Regions from separate parts of the Ovis aries genome. Here region 2 is linked to region 1. Evidence: chromatin contacts called from public Hi-C data. All regions are on one chromosome and are shown on one strand. The core of a region is the stretch at or near the end of the contact, and the rest is flanking DNA. Distances in the headings are between cores, read along the strand shown. Region 1 has its middle 20 kb from the start of ACOD1. Region 2 holds the start of CLN5 (CLN5 intracellular trafficking protein).

What was found. Hi-C and Micro-C count contacts between places; a contact is called where the count stands out from the background.
Region 2: a contact with region 1 is called in a Hi-C map of mesenteric adipose tissue, with 2.9 times the contacts expected there. The contact joins the promoter of CLN5 here to the enhancer-like site in region 1. A contact is called at or near these places in 6 of 16 Hi-C or Micro-C datasets (liver, mesenteric adipose tissue, mixed tissues and 2 more).

What each region holds. Positions count from the first base shown.
Region 1 is chr10:52,656,475-52,661,046 of ARS-UI_Ramb_v3.0, reverse strand. No RefSeq gene overlaps it. Among named protein-coding and RNA genes, the nearest start is that of ACOD1, 20 kb to the left of the region's middle. Within about 2 kb of position 2,741, at least 1 of the 54 cell types and tissues checked has an H3K27ac peak or open chromatin away from gene starts, as enhancers often do.
Region 2 is chr10:52,711,351-52,715,922 of ARS-UI_Ramb_v3.0, reverse strand. CLN5 (CLN5 intracellular trafficking protein) reads right to left here and starts at 2,349. Exons shown (of 4, transcript NM_001082595.1): 1 at 2,174-2,349. The coding sequence starts at 2,349.

The DNA of each region.
Region 1 (4,572 bases), core at 1,492-3,991:
GCCAGTAAGAGATCTGTGGTTTGTCTTTTCTCTGTGCCATGGGTATCTTGGTATCTTCTAGGAGATATGAGATAGATGGAGTTACACACAGCCAACCCTCTGATGTATATGAAGTATAAGCAAGAAAAAATTCCTCATTCTTTTAAGCCAGTGGGGTTTTCAGACTGTTTGTTACTGCAGCACAACTTGACTTCTTCTGACCTATTTTGACTGACAGAGATATCATCGGCCCTCAGGCACAAAGCCAAGTGCCAAAGGTTGCAAACATGAGCAGGTTTGGTGTGGTCTTTCCCTGTATGAACTTAGGTTCTAAGAGGTGACAAAAATTAATCACACAGAAAATGCGGAAGTAAAAGTTTTGAAGGAAACCAATTATTGGTAAAATTAAAGTGCATTTCTTTAAAATGATACCCCACCTATTTCCAGAAAAGCCTGAAGCTATTTATAGAATCAGACACAACATATAACTAAGATCAGAGACACATTAATACAGCAGAGGAATCAAAGTCACTGGCTGTAAGAGAAATCGATTACTGCAGTAGGACATGATAACCATTTCTACTTTCTGGAGCCAAGGCAAGAAGGGAGTTGAGTAATACAGTTCTTACTGTCTGACAGCAGGATGCAGGCTAGATCTTCGAGGAACTGAATTTCTTCTTGCTGTGAATAAAGAAATTTATTGAGTGGGTCTTCATATGAGACATTTTACAACTTGACAGTCAGTAACTCTAAATTTGACCTTGCAAAAGTCATGGAAACATTGTTGAAATGGATAATCTTGGTATAAACCATCTATAAAAGCTGTGTGTGTGTGTGTGTGTGTGTGCGTGTGCTCAGGAGTGTCCAACTCTGTGACCCCATTAACTGTAGACCATCAGGCTCCTCTGTCCATGGAATTCTCCAGGCAAGAATACTGGAGTGGGTTGCCATTTCCTACTCCAGGGGATCTTCCCCACCCAGGGATGGAATGCGAGTCTCTCATGTCTCCCGCATTGGCAGGTGATTCTTTACCACTGCACCTCCTGGGAAGCTGTTGGGGTCCTTTAATAGACCGGGACCTGGCGATCCGGAGTCTACAATAGGAAAGTGAAAGAGAGAGCCGGAGGGAGAGAGGGAGGGAGAGAGAGAGAGAGAGAGATAGAGAGAAAGAAAGAAAGACAGACAGACAAACACGGGGACCCAAGCTCTGATGGAGCAAAGGTGCTTTAATGATCGTTCTGTGAGTATATATAGGCTATGTTATAAGAAATTTCTTTTGACAGTGATAAAGATCAGAAAACCAAATGTACAGCAACTGTTACCAAGGGAACAAGGGATTAATAATGGTCACAAGGTCAGGAGACAATCCATATCTCAAGAAAGGATCAAGACTAAGCAGTTTTGTCGTAAGGAGAATGTTTACTGAAGGAGACTCAAGCCTGTCTTATCCTATGACTTCAGTCCTGAGAGCTGCATGCAGCTCTACTCATTTCTGGCAGCAGAAACTAATAAGGAACAGAGGGTTTATGAGAAACAGCATGTAGGAATCCTCCTGTTAAACATTGCCTGACAGGAAGCCTCTATAGAAATGGAAGAGAACAAAAATCTTAATTAAGGGAAGCCATTCCTGTAGGGAGCTTAGGTACTGTAAGCTAGACTGGTTGCTTTCTGCTGTCTTACCCATGGCAGGGTGGAGGAGGCACTGCTAGGGAGGGTCCAGGAAGTGTACATTGTCAGATGACCCTTAGGGTAAGTTGTGTCTGACTCTTTGCGACTCCACCACAGACTCTACAAGTGCTTGGAATTCTCCAGGCCAGAATACTGAAGTGGGTAGCCTTTCCCTTCTCCAGGGGATCTTCCCAACCCAGGGATCAAACCCAGGTCTCCCGCATCGCAGGCAAATTCTTTACCAGCTGAGCTACAAGGGAAGCCCGAGAATACTGGAGTGGGTAGCCTATTCCTTCTCCAGGAGATCTTCCTGATCCAGGAATCAAACCGGGGTCTCCTGCATTGCAGGCGGATTCTTTACCAACTGAGATATCAGGGAAGCCCCTGTTATCAGAGGCCTCAGGAGCCTACGGAAGATGCTGCTTTTGAAGTGGTCTGTATTGGAGTTTTTTCAGTCCAGACCTTAAAATTATGTTCTGTGTGGTTGGCGGAAGAATCCATCCCTCCATTTGCTTTAGAGGCCAGGGCTCTAGAGGAGGCAGGGCTGCCACATGCTGTATCATAGACATTCAAGAGCCTGAATTCTGTCTTTTGTCGTGTGTCACACAGGGACCAGTTGGAGGGATCGGTATTTTCTTCAAAAAGGAACATTAAAAACTTCTCAAATACTTCAACAGTTATTTATGAGACAAGCGTTTGGCACCATAAAACAGATAGAACATGATTTGTTTCTGAACATTTTAAGGGCTTTTAATGATGGGCTGCTTCAGCCAAATAAGAGTCTGACAGGCCATTCCTGGCTCATTAAATGGAGGGATGGTGGGCCCTTGGCCTAGATGAGCACTGAATCTGGGAAAAGGCCAGTCACATAGCCCTATTACGTCCTCCTTGGAAAGCTGATGAGGCTGTATGGGCCAGGGTGATGCCGTAGACACGAGCACAGTACAGTGTGATCTTAGCAGATGACTTCTGTAGCAAGCATGCAACTTCACCCATAAACACTGGTGTGTAAGAAGTATATCTCTGTAAAATGTCTCTAACTGAATCTGTTTCCTCATGGAATCTTTATTCTGCTGAAGGACAGAAGTTCAGTCTCCACTGGTGTCAGGATCTTCCCCGCTCTCATCTTCCAGGACCGTGTGGGGAGGTGGGGGGGCACTTATGCTGTCTCAAGGGATTGGGTAGGGCCATCTGGTATCAGGCGTCAGGGTTGGACTGTCATCATCTGTTTACACTGGCTTTGGTGGAGACACCCCTGCTTCTTCTGGCCTCTGGTCTCTGGCCCACTGAGCCTAGTGATGTGCTGTACAACACTGTGCTTGTGGTTAACAAAACTGGTTGAGTGTAAATCTCACACCAAGTGTCCTTACACACACTCACACACACACATAGAAGGGTACAAGGAGAATTTGGAGGTGCTGAATATTTCTCTTACCTTGATTGAAGTGATCGTGTTTCACATGTGTATGCATACGTCCAAACTCATCAAATTAGACACATAAGGTATGTGCAGGTATATCAACTGTGCCTCAGTAGGGGCTTCCCTGCTGAGAATCCACCCGCAATGCAGAAGCTGCAGGCACTGGTGCGATCCCAGTGTCAGGAAAATCCCCTGGAGGAGGGCATGGCAACCCACTCCAGGATTCTTGCCTGCAGAATCCCATGGACAAAGGAGCCTGGTGGGTCCATGGGGTTGCAAAGAGTTGCTCATGACTGAAGCAACTCAGCACGCAAACACACACCTCAATAATAGTGTTTTTAAAATGCTGTTTAAAAAAAGAACATAAAAAATAAATAAAAAAAGAACATAATATGTGGCAGGTAGTGGGCTCAATGCTTTTTATGTTAACTTATTACACTATCACAATAGAATGCATGAGGTGGGTACCCATTGCTGTGTCCATTTTACAATTGAGGCAACGAAAGCATAAAAGAAGTTACTCTATTTCAGCCAGTTAGTAAATGCTGGGGCTGGCATGGACATGGAGGCAGACTAAAGTCAGACCTATGGCCTTTTTTTTTTTTTTTTTAAACATTTCTGCCTTGCCATGCAGTGTGCAGGATCTTAGTTTCCCCACCAGTGCATGCCCTGCAGTGGAAGTGTAGAGTCTTAACTGCTGGCCTAACCAGGGAAGCCCCAGAACCTACGCTCTGAGTCCCAGCACTGTGCTCCCTCCTGAAACACCTTCCCCTGGACCCCGTCACACCAGGCTGTCCTGGTTCTTCTCCAGCCTCTCTAACCACGTTTCTCTGTGTCCCGTTGGCTTCTCTTCCTTGCCAGCCCACTTCACTGGGTGCCATCTGAGCTCCGCCTTGGCTTTCTTCTTCTCATGGTGAACCCGCTCACCAGGGGTTCTTTGCTGGGCTCGTGGGCCCTGACTTCAGTCAAGGGCAGATGACTCCTTGCTCTGTCTCCGTGGCTTGTTCCGCTAGCCCAAGCTTCAGGCTCAGCTGTTTCGCTGTCTCCTTGCTGTCTCCATCTGGATGTCCTTGGGCACCTACCGCATCATCTCTTCCCCTCTCCTATGTTCTCTGGATCTCGTGGGGGTCCATCCATGGCTGGAAAACTGAGTCATCTTTGCCTTCTTCCTCATCCTCCAGTCTATTTAATCACGAAGTTTGGGGAATTTCATTTTTACCCTGATGGTTGCTCTGGTTGGAGCCCTTATGGTTTCTTTGATGCTGAAAAGGCTTCCTAAGTGGTCACTCAGCTTCCACTCTCATCTGCTTCTGTATATCCTCCTATAAACTGAGAGAGCTTTTCTTGCGAAACGCAGCTCTTGGTTATTTGTGTGAACCCCTCATTTACAGAAGTGTTTCCCATCACTTACAGGCTTCCCATCATTTACAGAAGTGTTTCTTAAAAATGTGGTTCTTCGACAAGATGGATCAGAGCCACATGAGAGTTGGTTAAAGTGGAAGATT
Region 2 (4,572 bases), core at 1,100-3,599, 55 kb before region 1:
TCTTGGGCTTCCACTGTGGCTCAGCTGGTAAATAATCCACTTGCAGTGTGGGAAACCTGGGTTTGATCCCTGGGTTGGGAAGATCCCCTGGAGAAGAGAAAGGCTACCCACTCCAGTATTCTTGCTTGGAGAATTCCATGGACTGTATAGTCCATGGGGTCACAAAGAGTCGGACACAACTGAGCTACTTTCACTTCACTTCATCTGTCCTCTAAGAATCCTAGATCTCTGGGGCCCTAGCTAGACCTACTGTTTTGGGTTTTTGTTTTTTTTTTTAATGTGGATCATTTATTTATTTATTTACTTATTTATTTAAGTCTACTGAATTTGTTACAATATTGCTTCAGTTTTATGTTTTGTTTGTTGGCTGTGAGGCATGTGGGATCACAGATCCCTGACCAGGGATCGAACCAGCATCCCTGCCTTGGAAGGTGAAGTCTTAACCACTGGACTTCCAGAGAAGTTCCCAGATTTTTTGTGAAATCAATCCTAACACATCAACAAATGGCACCCCACTCCAGTACTTTTGCCTGGAGAGTCCCATGGACGGAGGAGCCTGGTGGGCTGCAGTCTGTGGGGTTGCTAGAGTCGGACACGACTGAGTGACTTCACTTTCACTTTTCAGTTTCATGCATTGGAGAAGGAAATGGCAACCCACTCTAGTGTTCTTGCCTGGAGAATCCCAGGGACGGGGAAGCCTGGTGGGCTGCTGTCTATGGGGTCACACAGAGTCAGACACGACTGAAGCGACTTAGCAGCAGCAGCAGCAGGCACACATCAACAAAAATGTCTATAACTTAAAAAGTTTAAATCTTGATTTAGACAAAAATATTAAAAACTCACCTAAAATTTTACCTGTTTTACAGGTGCTTACCTGATTTAAAAATGAATAGTTAACTATACATAAATTTCATCTGCTTACAGCAAAATCAAATTTAGGTCAATGGTAATTTCAAAAGTATAATTTAAGTGTGAACATAATAAAATTAAAATTTTATTATGGGGGTAAATGAAGGCACATGCTTAACATTTCAAACTTTTAAATGTAAATCAAGTAGTTTTGGATTTCACTCTCTTCTTTGTTTTACTGAATATTATATTTTTACTTTGGGGGGAACACTTTGTTGTTAATAACATTTTCAAGAAAACCAGCTTCAAACTTCTCTCTTCCTGAATATCAAGCAAAAGAAGGCCCAGCAAGCCATTCAGCGGGCAGAATACACTAATACTGTTATCAGGTCTGAAATGCTGGCTGGCCTTTACTAGATTTAACCACCACAATGAAACCTGAAGTAACTACTATTCCTACTTTCTGACTCAGGATATGTGCGCACAGAGATCCTGAGCGACTTTCCCAAGATCACACAGCTAGTGATGACGGGGCCTGACTCGATCTGCTGCGGTCAGAGCCTAGAACTCGCTCGCGACCAGGACCAGGCTATCCTGCCTGCCAACTCGCTATTTTCATCCGAAAGGGGTGTGCATTTTCAAAAGCTGCTAGGTTTTCCCCTGCCTGATGTTGACACTTTATCTTCCTTTTCTCTGCTTAGCGACCTCTGATAATTAGGCTACGTAAATACTGTTCTAGTTCAAAGGCTCAAACACAGTTCCTACATCTCCGCATCCACAGCATAACACCAGCGACCTATACCTCCTGGCTGAAGACTGTGGACAGTCGAGGCCACTCACCCAGGAGGTGGGGGGACAGGACGTGGCGAGGGGATTCCCTAGATACCCAACTTTGAGTGCTGAAAACGGGAAGTCCCAAGAGCTAGGTTAACTGGTAACTGGGAGTGCAAATGTTACGCACTCACGATAACTAATGACAGGACCTGACACGATAGAAAATACATTATTAAGTCTCCCCAAACTATTCAAATTGTCAGCGATTTGTACCGAAAATCACACAACGAAATAACATTAGTCCCTTTTCCCCCACGATTCAGGACAGTCACCTTGGAACTGGCTCAACGGCCCCGGGAGGAAGAAAGACCCCAGGGCATCGTGCAACAAACAGCCGCGCCCCAGGAACTCCACTTCGCTCCTCGCCGCGCCTCCCCGGCACGATCACGCGACCTGGACGCAACTCCTCCCCGCCACCGCCCCCACGCACTTTGGACAGAAAACCTCGGCCGCGCGCGCGCGCGCCCGCCCCGTCCAGCCGCGCACTCACTTGTAGGGCACCGGCCACTGGCGCCGGGAGGGGTCGCCCGCCGCCGTCGCCGCCGTCGCCGCCGCCAGCCAGAGCAGCGCGGGGGCCCAGCGCCAAGGCGCGCGCTCCAGGCCCGCACCTGCGCCCGCGCCCCGCCGACCCCAGGCCCCCGCACCGGCACCCCCCGCCTGCGCCATGTGCCGGCTCCCGCTGCGGGCGGCGCTCCCCAGCCCCGAGACCGCGGAGGGCCAGCGAGCCGAGCATGCGCAGAACTCGGGACCCGGGCGGCGGTCCGCCCGCGGCCCCGCCCCTGCCTGGCGCGCCCGGGCGGAGGGCTCGGTCCCCGCGGCTTCCGCCGCCTCCGCGAGCGCAGGGGAACCCAGCGCAGGGTGTCGGGGCCGCCGAGGCTCTGCTCCTGCCTGGCGCCCTGCGCGGGGGCGGCTTCCGGACTTGGCCGACCCGGAAGGTGCTCCGGTCCAGCTCCCCTGAGCAGCCCGAACAGGAACCGTTTTTCTCTGACTGACTGTAATACCGAGTTCTCCTGGCCTCACGGCTGCGCTCCTTTGGAGCGTCTGCTCCCAACAACCACCACGAAAAGCAAAAGCACAGAAAAGCCAGCTTTGGGCTCCTTTGGGTGTGTCTGTCTGTCTGACTCTTTGTTATCCCAGGGACTGTAGTCCGCCAGGCTCCTCTGTCCATGGGATTTGGGCTCCTCTGGGGTATGTGTGTCTGTGTGTGTGTGTGAGAGAGAGACTGACTCTTTGTGACCTCATGGACTGTAGTCCACCAGGCTCCTTTGTCCATGGAACTCTCCAGGCAAGAATGGATTGCCATTCCATTCACCAGGGGATCTTCCCAACCCAGGCATCGAACTCTTGTGTCTCCTGCATTGGCAGGTGGATTCTTTGCCCCCTGGGAGCGCCGCACTTTCCCTTCATCCCTTAGGGCCCAGACTAGGTGACAACAGACATCTGAGTGAAGGAGAGTATTTGGGGGAGGTGAGTGCAGTGAGGAAAACGGAGATGGCGCGGTGACTGGTTCTAACCCGACGGATCTGGTGATGCCAGTGGCCACACTGACGACACACAGCCGGGGCTATCGCCGCTAAGTGCTGTGACACAGTCCAGCCCCACCCGCCTCCCAGGCGGGTTCCTCCTGGGTAGCTCTGCCACTTTGGTTGGGGACAGGAGTCCACATCACTCTGTCTTCCTTGACCCTTCAGCCGCCTCAGGAAAGCAACAGGATCAACTCCCCTTCTGGCGATCAACTGCCCTTCCTCTGCCCTCATACACGGCCCCCTATTCTCATACACAGAGGTGGTTGGTTTATGTCTATTAATAGGAGTATTAAAGACATGGCACTTAGAGTCACATTTTACAAGAGGGTGGCCTGCAGAACTTAGACCGGGCTTTCCAGCACCTTCCTTCCTCTACAACAGGATAGATCCATCATAGTGTTTGTAAGGTATGTGGGAACTGTAGTGATCTGAGTGACCACCATGGCTCATGGGGTGGCGTGGGGTCACTGGTTTCCCCATGCCTCCCAGGACTCGTGGGGGTTGATGGGAGTTGTTGACCTCCTCTCTGTCTCTCTCACGCACACACATATACACACGCACACTCGCCTTCACCCAGTTGCTGCAGGAGGTTGGGGGCTCTGGGGAAGTTCAGGCTTCGTTTTAACACTTGCCTAAGCTTCCCTGGTGGCTCAGACAGTAAAGACCCTGGTGGAATTCCTGGGTCAGGAGGATCCCCTAGAGAAGGGAATGGCTACCCACTCCTGTATTCTTGCCTGGAGAATTCCAGGGACAGAGAAGCCTGGCTGGCTAAGTCTACAGGGTTCCAAACAGTGGAACACAGCTGAGTGGCTAACACTTCCACAAGCATTTAGGTAGCCAAAGCTAACCTTCCTCCAAATACCACCATCCAGTTCAAAATCGTCAAGGCTAAGCTGGGTTCTCCAAAGTCCTGGCTAAGATGAGAGGGAATTCATCCAAGCCCTGCAAGCAGATGTGTACGGTTGGACTTGAAGGGCACTTGTAGCATTCTGCGTGGGCCTGCACTTGAGCTTAAAGCTAAAAGAAGCAGTTCTTGGAAGTAACATTGTAGTGTTAGAGACTAGACAACCAGAGAGCCAAGGTGGAACTTTGCATCCTGCTCAGGAATTCCCAGAGCTGCAATGAACAAGCTTCAGGTTGAAGGGAGATTCTTGAAGGTGCAGTCTCTTCATTCCAAGGTCAGGGAGCTCTAGTGATGAGAAACCATTTCCTCCTATCAACCTTAACTCAGCCTCTTGGTAGCTCCCATCTGCTCTACTCTGGTTCTGCCTTCTGTTCTTTTTAGCGATGACTCCAGTACCCTGGGATGCTTCCAGGATACTTCCAGATTGTTGTAGCCGCATCCCGCGTCATACTGGTTACT